3 separate regions of the Sus scrofa genome follow, and all the other regions are linked to region 1. The links are chromatin contacts, called in public HiChIP or PLAC-seq maps. All regions are on one chromosome and are shown on one strand. The core of a region is the stretch at or near the end of the contact, and the rest is flanking DNA. Distances in the headings are between cores, read along the strand shown.

Evidence for each region. HiChIP or PLAC-seq counts read pairs in DNA pulled down with a chosen protein or histone mark.
Region 2: an H3K27ac HiChIP or PLAC-seq map of skeletal muscle shows a contact between it and region 1, with 19 times the contacts expected there. The contact joins two enhancer-like sites. A contact is called at or near these places in 3 of 47 Hi-C or Micro-C datasets (heart right ventricle, retroperitoneal adipose tissue and skeletal muscle) and 1 of 2 datasets of contacts at active chromatin or transcription factors (skeletal muscle).
Region 3: an H3K27ac HiChIP or PLAC-seq map of skeletal muscle shows a contact between it and region 1. The contact joins two enhancer-like sites. A contact is called at or near these places in 1 of 47 Hi-C or Micro-C datasets (embryonic fibroblasts) and 1 of 2 datasets of contacts at active chromatin or transcription factors (skeletal muscle).

What each region holds. Positions count from the first base shown.
Region 1 is chr5:12,482,532-12,487,668 of Sscrofa11.1, reverse strand. SYN3 (synapsin-3) reads right to left here. Exons shown (of 14, transcript XM_021091548.1): 10 at 4,442-4,544. Among named protein-coding and RNA genes, the nearest start is that of FBXO7, 41 kb to the left of the region's middle. Within about 2 kb of position 2,653, at least 24 of the 83 cell types and tissues checked have an H3K27ac peak or open chromatin away from gene starts, as enhancers often do. A contact at or near this core is called in retroperitoneal adipose tissue and skeletal muscle, where this site is marked.
Region 2 is chr5:12,275,203-12,280,339 of Sscrofa11.1, reverse strand. All of the region lies in intron 6 of SYN3 (synapsin-3), which reads right to left. Among named protein-coding and RNA genes, the nearest start is that of TIMP3, 35 kb to the right of the region's middle. Within about 2 kb of position 3,064, at least 20 of the 83 cell types and tissues checked have an H3K27ac peak or open chromatin away from gene starts, as enhancers often do. A contact at or near this core is called in retroperitoneal adipose tissue and skeletal muscle, where this site is marked.
Region 3 is chr5:12,305,290-12,310,426 of Sscrofa11.1, reverse strand. The region is part of intron 6 of SYN3 (synapsin-3); the gene reads right to left. Among named protein-coding and RNA genes, the nearest start is that of TIMP3, 65 kb to the right of the region's middle. Within about 2 kb of position 1,961, at least 2 of the 83 cell types and tissues checked have an H3K27ac peak or open chromatin away from gene starts, as enhancers often do. A contact at or near this core is called in skeletal muscle, where this site is marked.

The DNA of each region.
Region 1 (5,137 bases), core at 1,404-3,903:
AGGTAATTCTCCAGGCACGGGCAGCTGTAGAATTCTCAAGGGGGAATAGGGCCTGGGCAGCCCCTCTGTCTCCTCCCTCACTGCGGGAATGCAGCTTGTTTACCCACCCGCCCCCATCAAATGAACTGTCTTGTCACCCCTTTTCCTAAGCTCTGGAGTCCCCAGGTTCTCTCCCCTGTCCAGGTGCTTGTGCATGTCATTCCCTCTGCTCACTTGTTATCAGACTCATTCCTTCTCACCCATAGGGGAACACCTGGCCAGCCCTCCCTCTGGGAAGCCCTCGTCTGTTTTCCTGCTGTCCTCACTTTGCTTGTCCTGTGGGAGAGCTTACCCCATGGTGCTGTCATCTCCTGTTTATGTGTGTCCCCAACCAGACTGTGAACACTTGAGTTGGGGATAGGCCCTGTGTCCTGTTAGACAGGTGTGCCCTCAATAAGAGCCTGCTGAATGGAGGAATGAAAAACCCTCACAGTAAGTCCTGTCCATAATGATAAGGATACTGAGAAGGGCTATATTTCATTACACTGTGCCAGGTGCTGTTCTAAGCACTCGATATGGATAATTTCACACAAACTTCAAAACAGATCTTTGACACAGGTACTATCATTATCCTTGTCATGGTGGGAAGGCTGAATCAGAGAAGTAGCAAGTTCAAGGATAGTCTGCTGGCAAGCCATGCATGGTCCTTCCAAGTCTCACCCATCACTGAGCAGCTCTCTTTGCTGTGGAAATAGGAGACCTGGATTCCAGGCTTTGGTTCTACTGTAGACTTGCTGTGTGATCTTGGCAGGTCACTTTTCCTCTATGTGCCTGTTGTTTTCCTCAACTGTAAACTGAGGGGTTTGGGCAGCTGCAAAAACCCTTCCAGCTGGGATTTTCAGGAGCCTGTGAGTCTAAAGCACCTACTATGGTTGGGAAGCTGAAGAGCAAACTCAAGGATGTGAATGCAGATGCTCTTACGGACAGTCCTGCAAAGTGTCTTCAGACTGAGCTCCTTATGAGTTGGGCCTGGGTCCTTGGCATCCTGGATCCCAGTGCCCGGCACACGGACAGTCTCTCAGGCAGTGTGGGCTGAGCTGAGTTATAACCGTGGAGTCTAAGTGTGCGCAGGCCTATCCTTTCTCCCCTGAACCTGCCCACCCCTTTCTGTTCCGGTTTCTGTTTCCTATATTTCCTGCAGTGGAAAACAGCCGCCACAAGGAACCTGAGGTCAGAGCATTTTGGAGTCCCCACGGTGGACATAGCCAAAGGAAGTGGACATTCTGGTCTCCCCAGGGAAACATTTTTTTCCAGTGAGCAATGTCATTGCTTGGACAGGTCATGGAGGACAAGTTCAAGGGTCTTTCCCCCGAGTATTTCACTGTGAGGACCTTCACAAAACATGTCCCACAAATTTTATGTCCTCACCACAGAGGCGGCTGAAGAAATCAGTATTTTTGGATCTCTTCTGTCTTTTTTTTTCCCCAACTGGGGAAAAAATATCTTTTATCTTCTTGGTAAAAAGCTCCCCATCTCCCTTGACCCCACTCTAAACTGAAAAGCCAGGGAAACAACTCTGCAATGTTTCTGAAAGAAAAAAAGAAAATCTAAAAAGTCATTTTCCCCTCCCTCCTGTAACATTTTTGGAAGATGTTTTCTTGTTTTTTAAAGTCCAAACCCACTTTTTTTTTCTTTTATTTTAATGTGAAAGGTCTTTCATTCCTGACCCTCTGAATGTCTGGAGGTAGGGAGCCTTGGCCCCTCGGGTACAAATTTTTGTTTCCTGAGAGGGAATTTTGAGGAAACTCAGAGATGCAGGAGCTCTTGAGGGCAGAGATAATGCTGAAGCAAGACAGAAGGGGCTGCACTCCCAGGAGGGAGGGGAAGGGAGTGCAGGGGTCCTTCATCTGCTGATTGCCTCTCGCCTCCCAGGTGGAAGCTCTAAGGGACAGTGTCTCTACTATTGTGTTCACTGCTGTATCCCCGTCACCTGGCTTGGGGTCTGGTGTCCAGAGCAGGGGCTCAATAGCGGATGAATGAATGGATGAATGAATCCATGACTGCATGTGTGCCAAAGCTGTGTTCATGTCTGGTGGTCTCTGTGCAGAGATGCAGAGGCAGGCGGGCCAGGAAGGGTCTCAGGAGAGGCAATACCCCCAGTATTGGCCTGCAGCTCCCAGGCATCCTCAGGAAGGTGGGAGCCTTCTTCCTCCAGGGAGCAGCCTGGCGCTTGCTTAGAAGCAAGTACACAGGCCAGCAGTTCAGCTCCTTCAATGTCCTCTGAGGAGGGGTTGGTGAGGGGACTTGAGGGGAGAGCTATTTTCTAGAGCAGGACTGAACCTGCAAGTATAGATGCAACTCATCCTTGGAAGCTACCTGGTCTTTCTGGGGTGGGTGAGTGTGGGCAGAGGAATGGTGTCCACCCTAGACTCCCTCCCCTTCACTTCCAAGCTGGCTCCTCCCTAGGCTGGAGTATGAAGGCCCGCCTGGCATGGCTGGGGGCGAACAGCAGGGCTCCCATCCATGGAGTCACCTGGCCCTGCCGCGCTGTGGGTCCTGGGTGTGGAGCAGACACGCGGGGATGGAGGACTGGCTGGCTCCTGCGGTCACCCCGGCCATGTGCTTCCCATTAGCCGCCCACACCCCAGGGAGGGGGGCAGCCGCAGGGCTCTCCCTCACGTGTCTTGGCCTTGTGTCAGCACTGCCTCTCTGCTGTGGTTTGAGGAGAAGGCCATGGAAGGGAAGTGCCGTAAGGAGCTCTGGGGGGTGTGAGTGTGGAGTGGCGAGGCTAGGGAGGGAAGGGAGAACTCTGAGCCAGAGGGCATTTTCAGAGGAAGCAATGGAGAGCCTTGGGCTGGGGTGGTGGGGGCAGGGGACAGGGGGCAGGGAAAGGGAGTTAGGATGGGACATGGAGACTGTGAAGTGAGGAAGGACATGGGGAGCCATGGAGGAAAGAGGGGGACTGTGGCATTGGGGGAGGCAAGGGAGGATCCACGGAGGGGAGAGAGGGATTGTGGGATTGGGGGGAGGCATGGGGGGAGTCATGGAGGGAGGGGGGATTGTGGGATTGGGGGGAGGCATTGGGGGGAGTCATGGAGGGAGGGGGGATTGTGGGATTGGGGGGAGGCATGGGGGGAGTAATGGAGGGAGGGGGATTGTGGGATTGGGGGGAGGCATGGGGGGGAGTCATGGAGGGAGGGGGGATTGTGGGATTGGGGGGAGGCATGGGGGGAGTCATGGAGGGAGGGGGGATTGTGGGATTTGGGGGAGGCATGGGGGAGTCATGGAGGGAGGGGGATTGTGGGATTTGGGGGAGGCATGGGGGAGTCATGGAGGGGAGGGGGGATTGTGGGATTTGGGGGAGGCATGGGGGGAGTCATGGAGGGGAGGGGGGATTGTGGGATTTGGGGGAGGCATGGGGGGAGTCATGGAGGGGAGGGGGGATTGTGGGATTTGGGGAGGCATGGGGGGAGTCATGGAGGGGAGGGGGATTGTGGGATTGGGGGAGGCATGGGGGGAGTCATGGAGGGAGGGGGATTGTGGGATTGGAAGAGACATAGGGGGAGCTATGCAGGGAGATGGGGACTGTGGAGCCAGGAGAGACATGGGCAGCATGGAGGGGAGATGGGGATTGTGGGACTGGAGGAGGCTGGGGCCTCTGGAGGGAGAGGGGCATTGTGGGATTGGGAGAAGGTGGAGAGGAAGTTGTGGGGGTGTGGGGAGGGTGATGAAAAGACTACAGAGACCTGTAGGCAACAGCTCTGGAGGACATCAGGAACTGTGGGCCTGTGGGATGCATGGGCTGCAGGAAGTTGAGGGGGAGAGTCTGGGACTCCGAGCCCCTTTGAGCCTCTCTCTTACAATTAATTTTCCTTCTATCACGCTCCGTTCCTAACCTTCAGCGCCCTTACTTGTTTACTATTCTTTCCTGCCGGCCTGTCCACCCCATGTCTGTCTTGCTTACTGGCTCTGTCTCCTGAGCTCTCCCACACCAAGCCTAAGGGAACTCCTGAGTACATGTTTGTTGAATGAACAGATGATGGAATCTCTGCATGGTGACCAGGGAAGTGTGCCCTCTTTACACACTTGGACACTGAGAAAATAGAAGAGGCCCAAGGAGACAGAATCTTGCCAATTCTTAGCTACTGCTCTTCTCCTACTGTTGGGGCCACAGGTTGCAGAAAACTGCCAAACCTCCTGCCTAGAGCTCTGGAGGCTCAGCTCAGAGTCCCTGGGCGCAAAGGCTTTAGATGTGGCCAAGGGTGGGGACTGGGGGGTGGTAATTGAAGGTGGTGGGTGAGAAGCCTCTGGGAGTCACTTGCTGAGGCCTTGGCACCATGTGCCCCAGCCATGGGCTAAGACACAGCTGACCACGCTGAAGGCCACACTTGGACTCCTTCCCACTGACGTGCCTCCCTGGGAGTCCAGCCAGGCCAGGAGGAGCTCCTCCTTCACCTCTCACCTCAATGATGTAATCTCTGCCATCCTTGCTGTGGACAGCCTTGACAGCACAGATGTCCAGGCCCCCAAACATCTCTGAGCAGCTGTCCACCCACAGCCTGTACCTGCAGGGAGGGACAGACAGTGAGCATGTGGAATGGGGAGCAGGAATGGGGAGCAGGGACAGGGAGGAGAGGAAGAGAGGCAGACAGAGGTTGGGAGAGACACAGAGAGATGCACACAGAAGAACAGGCCATGAGACAGGTAGCGACACACATACGCCCATTCAGAGATGGAGAGAGACAAGACATAAGAGACAGAGAAGCAGCAAGAGAAACAGAAAGGCAGAAAGACAGAGACACAGGCAGTAGGAAAGACAGAATGGGTAAAAAGGGAAGCAGAAACACAGATGGACAGTGAGAGAGAGAGAGACAGAGAGGGAGAGAGACTAGAAAGGGAGCTAGGAAGGCAGGGTAGAGGAAGGATGAGGGGGAGAAGGAACAAGAGTTGGGAGAGATCTCTGTGAACTGAGCCTACCCCTCTAGCACTTTGCTGGCTCCCCAGTAATAGGGAGCTTGCCCTACTCCCATCTGGAGCTGTCTTGGATACCCAGCTTCCCTGAAACCCTTTTCCCTTGGGAATCCTGCGTGAAGGGACCTAGGAATCTCTCCGGGGCCACCCTCCCAGCCCCAGCCTATGGGGACAAAGGGCTCATTCT
Region 2 (5,137 bases), core at 1,815-4,314, 210 kb after region 1:
CGGATAGGATCTGAGAATAGAGTTGGTCATGAGCAGAGCAAGGTAAGGTAGAAGCCCTTGCCTAAGAGTCACATGGGGCATGTCCCAGTTCGGCATTTGCTGGCTGACCTGGGGCAAGGCAACTGTGTCTCTGGAGCCTCAGCTTCCCCATCTGTAAAGTGGGGGGAGTGGTAAAGTGTTCTTGTGATACCTCAAATGGGGAGAATGCATGGGAAAGTGCTTGGTAAACTGGGAAGCATGAGTTAAACTGGAGAGATCATTACAGGCATATACCCGCGTTTATCACACTTTGCAGATACTGTGTTTTCTACAAATTGAAGGTCTATGGCAACTCTGGGTTGAGCAAGTCTACTGGCCCCATTTTCCCACTTGCTCACTTTGTGTTTCTGTGTCACATTTTGATAATTTTAACAATATTCATACTTTTTCACTATTATGATATTTGTTACAGTGATCCGTAATCATTTGATTTTTGATATTATTATTATTATTGTTTTGGGATACCACAAACCTCCACCATGTAAGACGGCGAACTTAATAAATGTGTGTATTCTGACTGCTCTACCGACTGGTCATTCCCTCATCTCTATCCTTCCCTCCCGGGCCTCCCCATGCCCTGAGACACAATAATGAAATCAGGCCAATTGATAACAATACAATGGCCTCTTAAGTGTCCAACTGAAAGGAAGAGTCAATGGATGCAGCAAACTTTGCCGCAGTCTTATTTTAAGAAGTGGCCACAGCCACTCCAAACTTCAGCAACCCCCACCCCGATCAGTCAGCAGCCATCAATATCGAGGCAAGACCCTCCACCAGCAAAAAGATTATGACTTGCTGAAGGCTCAAATAACATCGTTTTTTTCAGCAATAAAGTAATTTTTAATTAAGGTAAGCATAATGGTTTTTAGGTGCAATGCTGTTATTTCACACTTAATAGTATATTAAGTTATGTATACTATAAACATAACTTTTACATGCACTGGCAAACCAAAAAATTCGTGTGACTTTATTTACTGTGACAGTTACTTTATTGCTGTTGCCTGGAACAGAACCTGAGTAGGGTTAGCTCTCAGAGGGACCAAAGTTCAATAATTATAGTTATAATAACAACTATCATTATTCAGCAATTATTAGATGCTACTATATGCTAAATGTATAAACTAACTTAAAATGAACTCATTTCATCTTTTTTTATGTATAACACACAGTAAATTAATAAAAGTACTCTAATCTTATAAATACTATATGGTAAATTTTTACACTGTATCTATCATGTGAACTGATTTAGTTTTCAAGAGCCCTTTACTCGTTACTCCCATTTTACAGATGTGGAAGCCAAGGAAAAGCTGGGATTCAAATCCAGACGGTCTGTGCATGTGCCCTGCGGATCCCACATGTCAGGAGAGTGATGGGAGTCACCAGTGGCTGCTGAACTGGGAGGTCCCCATGAAGCCACTGGAAAGTTCTGTCCTCATGGGAAACTTTTAGAAGACCCAGGTCTTTTTTTTTTTTTTGTCTTTTTTGGTATTTCTTGGGCTGCTCCCGCGGCATATGGAGGTTCCCAGGCTAGGGGTCGAATCGGAGCTGTAGCCACCAACCTACACCAGAGCCACAGCAACGCAGGATCCGGGCCGTGTCTGCAACCTACACCACAGCTCATGGCAATGCCGGATCGTTAACCCACTGAGCAAGGCCAGGGATCGAACCCGCAACCTCATGGTTCCTAGTCGGATTCGTTAACCACTGCGCCTCGACGGGAACTCCAAGACCCAGGTCTTAATATTTCTGATGTTAAGAGACAAGGATCAAGCACAGAAAAAAGAATTTTCCCTTCTCTGTGAGTGTTCATCACGCCCCAGATGGGCCCATGGTGGGGTGCCGCTCATGTCCCCACAGACCTCACTTCCTCTCAGAGTTTCCACTTCACCTCTGTGAAGAGCAGGCAAAGGCTGCACTGAGAAAGCAAGTTTAGGAGGGAGGTGCCCCACTGCTGATGGTGATGGAGGACTCAGCAACCTGCTCTCACACGACAAAGAAGCAGCTCAGTATTTGAAGGAGGCTCAGCCTCTAGTGGTTCCAGCTTGGTTCCAGCTCTGGCTTCAGGTAACCTCACATTCAGACCTGACCTTGGAGAAGTCACCTCTGCCTCCGGCCTTGGTTCTCCCCACCGTGGCATGAGAGGCACAAAGAAAAGGAAGATGTCTGTCTCTTCTGCTTTAAAACTCTACCTTGTGATTGGAGAACCCCATGAGACTCTCTGCATGACCACTCGAGTAGGTGGGCTCAGGTCCACCTGCTGTAGGAACAGCGGTGGCGTGGGGGTGAGGGCTGGTGGCAGGCATCCATCAACCTGTCTTCTTTCCCATTCCTACACCTTCATCCTCCCTCATAGTCTCTCAAAGACTCTGAGGTTGTGAGCTCATGATTGATGCCATAAACACCATCTCCTTATTTGGGAGGTGGGAAGTCGCTCCCCTCCCCCACTCTCTTTTGTCCTTCCAGGATTCCCATCTCACGCCCCCTCTATTCAGTTTCCCGCTTCCTGAGGGTCTTTGAGCCAGTGGGGGGACCTGGATTACAATTACTCCTCTCTGATTTGAAAGAGAGCCAGAGAGTGTGGATTGTGAGAGGCCAGAATGAATACACTAGGCAGAGGGGAAAGGCGGGGGCCAGGGTCACTTAGAACAAGCCAGTCCCAAGAACCTAAAATTAGCTCTGGAATGTTAGGGCTCCAAGGAACTGCAGCTGTGAAAGGAAAGCACAAGACAAGGAAGGAAAATGCACCCGCCTCACACCCGCCACAAACATCATCCGCCCACGTCATCTGCCCCAGGGTCTCCACAGCTTTCAACCCACCCCCAGAATATTTCTGGCCAAGTCCACAAGGTTGGTCAGTGGGAATCCCTCCTCCACCCAAATGCTGTCATTTTCCTCTCTGGATTCCTGATAGCACGTGGTTTAATTGGAAACAGGAAAGCAGAGGACAAATTTGGGTCTGGGGTGGTGATAATGAGAAAATGACTATCCAGGCGAAAGGGTGACACTGGATGAACATCACATGGTGAGGAGGGAGTGCCACACGTGGGACTGGAGGCCCCCGGGAGTGCAGAGGCATGTGGGAGGGAGCACAAGCTTACTGATGAGGGGAAGTGCCTGGGAAAGGACTTGCAGAAGGGGAAGGAGGACCTAGGGATTGTGTACCCCTTTGCACGGATACAAAGACTGGGTGTTAAAAAAAAAAAATCAAAACTGCTAAGTGTGTGATCTTGTGTTTCCAAGTGACTGGAGCTAAACGATCAAACACAGGCCAGGGAAGAATGTCGGGGGGCGGGAGGGGGGCAAGGAGCCAAACCTGCGGAAGGGAGCAGGGTGCGACGATGCGATGACGATCTGTTACAAGCAGGGCCTGATTCCGGTCCCGGAACACTGGAGGCCCTAAGCACTAGGCTTCTTCCTCTAGTTCTGTCTCCAGATAGGACAGACTGGTTTTCACTGATTTTTGCTGAAAACGGAGGGAGGTAGCACCTTTGTGGTATGGAGACTGGAGGGGAGGTACTCGGAGCCACACAGTTCTGCCAATGATGGGGAAGGACGCTGGGGAAATGAGGTGAGGCAAGGATCCTTTGTGGAAGCCACTTTGGGAAGGGATAAAGTGGAAGTGATATCTACTGAGCAGTTTTTGTGCTGTTCATGCCCCAAGCTCTGTGCTTGAAGCTTTTCTTGCTCTTCTCATGATGATCATCAAGAGTGGAAGCTCCCAGAGGGAGAAACATGAATATTTTCTTTACCAACTAACCCCCAGCCCTGGGAACAAAGCCTGGCACACAGTGGGCTCTCCACAACAACCTGCTGAATGCATGTGATAGTCACAGACACTCGGCAAGAGCTGTGTTATCATTCTCATTTATAGATGAGGAAGTGATGCTTCGAGCAGTGGAATCATTTCTGATAGTAACACCCAAGATTTGAGCCCAGAGCAGTGCACCTGAGAAGGCCATACCCAGTGTATCATGCACACGGTCCCACCCTTCTGCAGTGCTTCATAAAGTTACCTGATTTTGTCCTGGGTTTCATCCCTGCCTCCATGGGGCTTCCCCACTTTTTCCCTCCACACCACTGAGAACCCAATGTCTTGATGCTTTCCTCCAGGTGCTCAGTCTAGGATGTACAGATATGCTCTAATTCATCCTTCCTCAAAAAAATTATCAGTCTTATTGGACCCCTTAGACAGCTCCCAGCCAAATGATGCACTGACTGCTGTGCTCCCATATTACAGAATTAAATATACTTATACTAAAACACATGCTTTAGGTATGTAATTCTGATAGATTATTGAGAATCCATAGCAAACTATTTTCTTCACCTCTTTCCCCTTCCTTCCCCTTTCTTCCTTCTCTTCTAACCAATCACATGTCTCTCTCCTTCCCAAAGCCAAGCAAATCAAAGGTCTGTGTCTTCTGGAATAGAAGAGATCCTATTTGCAAATCATCAGCACTGACTTAATAATCTGCTGTGTGTCATAGTTGTCGCACATATTTGTACACTTTCCACCTTTACAACTCCTTTTCCTTGGCTTACAAACATGCTTGTTTTTTATTAATGATTTTTTTTTCATAATAGGGGTTTACAGTGTTCTGTCAGTTTTCTACTGTACAGGATGGTGATCCAGTCCCACACATACATATACATTCCGTTTTCTCTCACATTATCTTGCTCCATCATAAGTGACTACATACAGTTCCTTGTGCTATACAGCAGGATCTCATGGCTTATCCATTCCAAAGGCAATAGTTTGCATCTGTTAACCCCAAATTCCCAGTCTATCCCACTCCCTCCCCCTCCCCCTTGGCAACCACAAGTCTATTCTCCAAGTCCATGATTTTATTTTCTGAGAAAAGGTTCATTTGTGCCACACATTAGAATACAGATATAAGTGATATCACATGGCATTTGTCTTTCTTTATCTGACTTACTTCACTTAGTATGAGAGTCTCTAGTTCCATCCGTGTTACTGTGAATGACATTTTGTTCTTCTTTATGGCTGAGTGGAATCCCATTATGTATAGATATACCACATCTTCTTAATCCATTCATCTATCAATGGACATTTAGGTTGTTTCCATGTCTTAGGTACTGT
Region 3 (5,137 bases), core at 712-3,211, 180 kb after region 1:
TCACTGACTCACAATCCAATCCACTCTCTTGAGTGGGAGAGAAGGGGCTGAATTTATGGCACGCACTTGCTCAGCAGGTACGCCAAGCATGGTCCCTTCTACCTGTGCTGCAGAGGGCCAGAGTGTTGTGCTGCATGTAACTGGAATCCCTTCTCTTTCATTTGGCTGGTGAGTGACCTTGGGCAAGTTACACTATCGTTACAAGCCTCAGTTTCTCCTTTATTCATCTGCAAATTGGGAATGAGAACAACTATCCAAAAGGGTTGTTGTGAGGACTGAATGAGCTAATGTTGATAGCGTTTAATAGCATGTCCTAAATGTAGGCAGCAGCCCATAGATAATGACTGCTTTCCATAATACTGCTACTAATGATGCTGCTGCTGATGATGATGGGAAAGGGTTAGCTTGTTCATGTGGGCAGACTACACTCCAGGATAAGCAATAGATGCCCTTGGAATCACAGTTCATTGGCACCATAAGAGAACTTGGAAGTTAACTGGTCTAGTGCCCTTAAAAAGTGACATTGTCTAAAACAAAGAAGTCATTGTAATATGGCTACCATTTCCTGAGAGTATATGTCAACTCTTTTTCATTCCAAGACCCACCTGAATGTATTACAAGGTGGCTGCATTAGGATGTCTTAGTCTGGTCCTACACTTAAACACTCGGTTTGATGGATTTCCTTCGCTCTAACACTTGTAAGACAGCTGTTAAAGAGCCATCTGAGTATTCTGTGCTTCCCGTGTGTTTCTGCTTTCAGGGAGAGAATGGGCTGGACATGCAGATTCCAGGATTTTCTCATTTCAGCTTATTTTCTCATTATGAATTAATAGTTGCACATTCTGACCTCAATTTGATTTCCTATGGTCTTTATGGGAGAAGATGAACTCTTGCAATGTCTTCAAGAGTGTTCTGGTCTAAGTGTTAATTAACTTTAGTTTTCACTTCACTTTTATACAACAATCTTATGAGTCTGGTTAACATGCATCCACCAATGAATGATGGATTTGCTGATAAATTTGGTTTTTGGCCCCTCCTGACCCACAAAAACTGTGATATAATAAGTGGCTGTTGTCTTAAGCTGATAAAATCATGGTAATTTGTTACACAGCATAGAAAATGAATACAGACCTCAAAGCCTTCCTCATCTTGCCTTTGCTGACTCACCAGCCACATCTCTTGCCACCCTCCTTTTCACTCTCCCTTTCATGCCTGAAGAAGCCCTCTCTGGCTGTACATGCAGCGCCTCTGCCTAGAGCATCTTTTTCTCCCCTTCACTCTCCCTCATCCTTATGTCACTATAAACATTACTTTCAAGGATGGCCTTTTCTGATCTCCTGGACAAGGTATGTCATGGTCTCCGAACCTGTGTACTTTTCCCTTTATAACATTCATCACAGTTGTAACGACTTGTTAACCAGCTGTCCCCCCGGCTGACCTCGGAGCTCTGTAATGGCAGGGACTACCCCTGTCTCATCCACTTTGGTATCTCAGCTGCCTACTAAGGCACATAGTAGGTGATCGATCAACATCTGTTCAGTGGAAGAATGAATGCAGTGCTGTGCAAAAGAAGGGTCTTAAATTGAGGGTCAGGAACTCAGACGTACTCTCTGACCTTTGCAGCCTCTAACTGTGTGACTTGAGGTCTCTGGCCTTTAATACTTCAGAGGACATCTTGTAACTTGAATTCAGGAAACCTGCTGTTGGAGGCATTTCTGCATCAAATTGTCCCAGGTATCCTTGAAGAGGTCATTTCCTCTTTCTGGAGCCTTTAGCTCCACAATCTATAAATCTGGGATGAGGCTGCCAGCCACAGTTTTAGGGGAAGTTAATAGAGGACAAGTGAGGTGATACCCAGGAAGTTCTCAGAAAGATACAGCTTCATAAAAGCCTATGGTCAGGCTTTTATATTCAGGACACAACCCAGGCTCTTGGCCTGGCCAGCAGTGATGTAAAGGCCAAGGGTGAGGTAACTGCCAAGGCTGGGAGGCCTCGCCAATGAATACCATGGTGCTCTGCTCCCCAGGCCTGCAGTGAGCACCTGTCTTTGGTCTAAAGTACATGCAGAATCAAGATCAGGCTTGACTAGACAACAGAGCCTTGTGGGCTAAATTCCCCACACTTAACTGATAAAGTCCTTGATGAGACTTCCAGATGTTTCTAAATATGTTCCTGAGATACAAGCAACCAGAGGCAACAGGAAGAGGCAGTAGAAGCCATATGGTGTGGTATTTAGGACTAGGGGCTCTGAAGGCAGATTGCTTAGGTTTGAAAACCAGCTCCACTGCTCAACTGGCTGTTAATTAGCAAAGTCTCCGGGCTTCAGTTTTCTCATGTGTAAAATGGGTAAAACAGGCTTCAGTTTTCTCATGTGTAAAATGGGTAAAACAGAGATGATTTATGATATCTACCTGCAAGGTTTTGAGAGAATTACTAAGAAAAAGTATGCAAAGAGCTTAACATAGCACCTGGAACAGAAAAAATGCTTAACACATGTTAACTATTATTGTTTTTGTTTGTTTGTCTTATTAGAGCCAAACTCACAGCATATGAAAATTCCTAGGCTAGGGGCTGAATCGCAATTGCAGCTGCTGGCCTATACAACAGCCACTGCAACACGCGATCCAAGTCGAGCCTCATCTGCAACCTACATCACAGCTCATGGCAACACCAGATCCTTAACCCACTGAGCCAGGCCAAGGATCAAACCCGGGTCGTCATGGATACTAGTCAGATTTGTTACCGCTGAGACATGACGGGAACTCCTGTTGCTTTGCTTTTATCAAATCTCTGCAGAACTGCACTTAAGTAATGCATTAAGCACTTTTACTTGCTTAATATGAATGACAAATCCCTGCTTGGGAAGTAATTCTAAGTACATGACCTTATTCTCTCACTAGATAGTAAGGCAGGGAGGGAACCACTCCAAGACCAGCTAGTGTCTCTTGCTCAAGTCTCCATCCCCAGTACCTAGGACAGTGCCCAGCACACTGTAGGATTCCAATGACCATATGCTGAACCAATGGATCTATAAAGAACTCTTGAAGCAGAAGTTGTTATTGGTGTCATTTTGCAAATGAGGAAACAGAGTGATCTGCCCATCATCGTGCAGTCAGAGTCCAACCTACCTGACCCCAAATCCGACCCTCTTTCTACCACCTTCTGATTCCTGATGACTCCTCACACTCATTTATGTCAGTGAGATGGTACAGGCAGCAAAGTGAGGTGGCAAAAGCATAGGCTATGGAGCCAGAAAGCTTATTGCTACATTTACAGATGGGGCTGTTTCACACACATGGGTCCAATCACTCGCCTTTATAATAAAGAACCACCTATCTTTATGATAGAGTTCATAAATTTCTTGAAGGTGGGGACCATGTCCATTTACTTCACTGAACTTGCTTAGAACCTACAGATAGGAACCATATTTACTGAGCATCTATCTACCAGGGGTCAAGCAAGGTGCTAGGGGCTTTATGTAAGCTCTTTTATTTAATCCTGACATCAACTCTACAAAGGTATTTCCATAAGTCTTTGTTTATGCACAGGACAAAAACAAAACAGGACAACTCCTGAGGTTCAGAGAGTTTAATTGTCCAAGACTTCCCAGCTGGTAAGTGATTCAAACTCAGGGCAGGTAAACTCCAGAGGCTCTGCTTTCTCCTCTTATCACAATGTCTTTTGATAGTCTGTGCCAGTTCACTTGGTGAATTGATGGATCCCCTTACACCATGGCAAAAAATAGGGGGTAAGATTGATGGAAGGAAGTGGCCCCCAGATTTCTGGCTCATTGGAAGGCCAAATCAAGGCCACTGAAGGAAGCATCATTAATGGCGGCCAGAGCAGCTAAAGCATCAACAGAACTTTATCTTGCTTAACCAGGAGATGTCAGGGGTGGGACAGAATGAGGGCAGCCATATTACACAATTATGATGACGCACAGACCTTTATTGGGCCTAAAATGCTTCCTAAGTCCCGAGGGGAATAGCATGAATACCTTATTGTGTCCATGGAGGAGAAACTAACAAAGACTTCCTATCTTACAGCTTCCTCTGCCAGGATCAGAATTGTCTCTGACTTTTCTGCACTGTCATGAGTTCTTCTTTGGTTGCCTGGGCCCAGGAGAGCCGTTCCTTATAGCTGGCTCTTGCTTGCTACTCAACATTTAATATGGCCAGCGCCAGCCTGAGCTCCACCTTGGCCTTATCTGTGGTCTTCTTAAAGGCAACAGCCTTATTTTCTTCATCTCTTTATCCCATTGTGTGGCTCAGTGCAGAGTCCAAACTTAGAGAATGCTGAACCGAAGCCCAAGAGTTTGGCCAAGGACGCGTGACTAAAGCCCATGTGATGTTCTTGGTCTTCGACATGGGCTTCTCAGACTAGCCCAGACAGCTTCCTGGCCAAAAAGAGCTAGAGGTTGAGTTTTCAGGCAGTGGGTAATGGCCCTCCAGATGATGTTTGGACATGGAGGGACACTCTAGGATTACAGAGCCACGCTTAGTCAAAGCCTGATCGAGAGAACAGAGATTTGCAGTGTGGAAACTGAGAATTTGGCAATTAATCTAAAGGGCCAGCTTCCAGGATTGCACTGAGCAAAAAGCCAAGACTCTAGAAGAGATGGCATCTGAGTGAGAAAAGGTCCAGAAAAATGTGAACGCTGTGGAGGGTTGATGCTGCCATGGTCTCTGGGTGTATAGACAGTGGCTGAATCTGCTGCCTTAGAGGGGTGGGCTGGGTGAACAGATGCAATCCCTCATCCAGTGTCTAAGTGTCAACAACTTGGGGGCATCTCTGCACACTGGTGGAATCTGAAGAATCTCTGAGCCCTGATTAGGCCAGTGGTGGTATGTAGTAGATAGACATATGTAGGATATATCTTGGGAAGTGTTAGACTATGGACCAACAACTCCCCCCTCCCCATCACCTTAACTGCCCACCTTTATCTCCAGTGGTGCAGATGGGTGGGGAAAGAGGATGGGTAGCTATGGTTTCATATGCCACATCCCAGGCTGTCTGCTCCTTCACTCAGAACAGGCACCTGACCAAGCTCAACCAAGCTCTACCTGGGCACTTGGACGTGGTGGAAGAAAAGAGAAAGAAATTCTCAGGCAGACAGACAGACAGCCATATTTCCTGT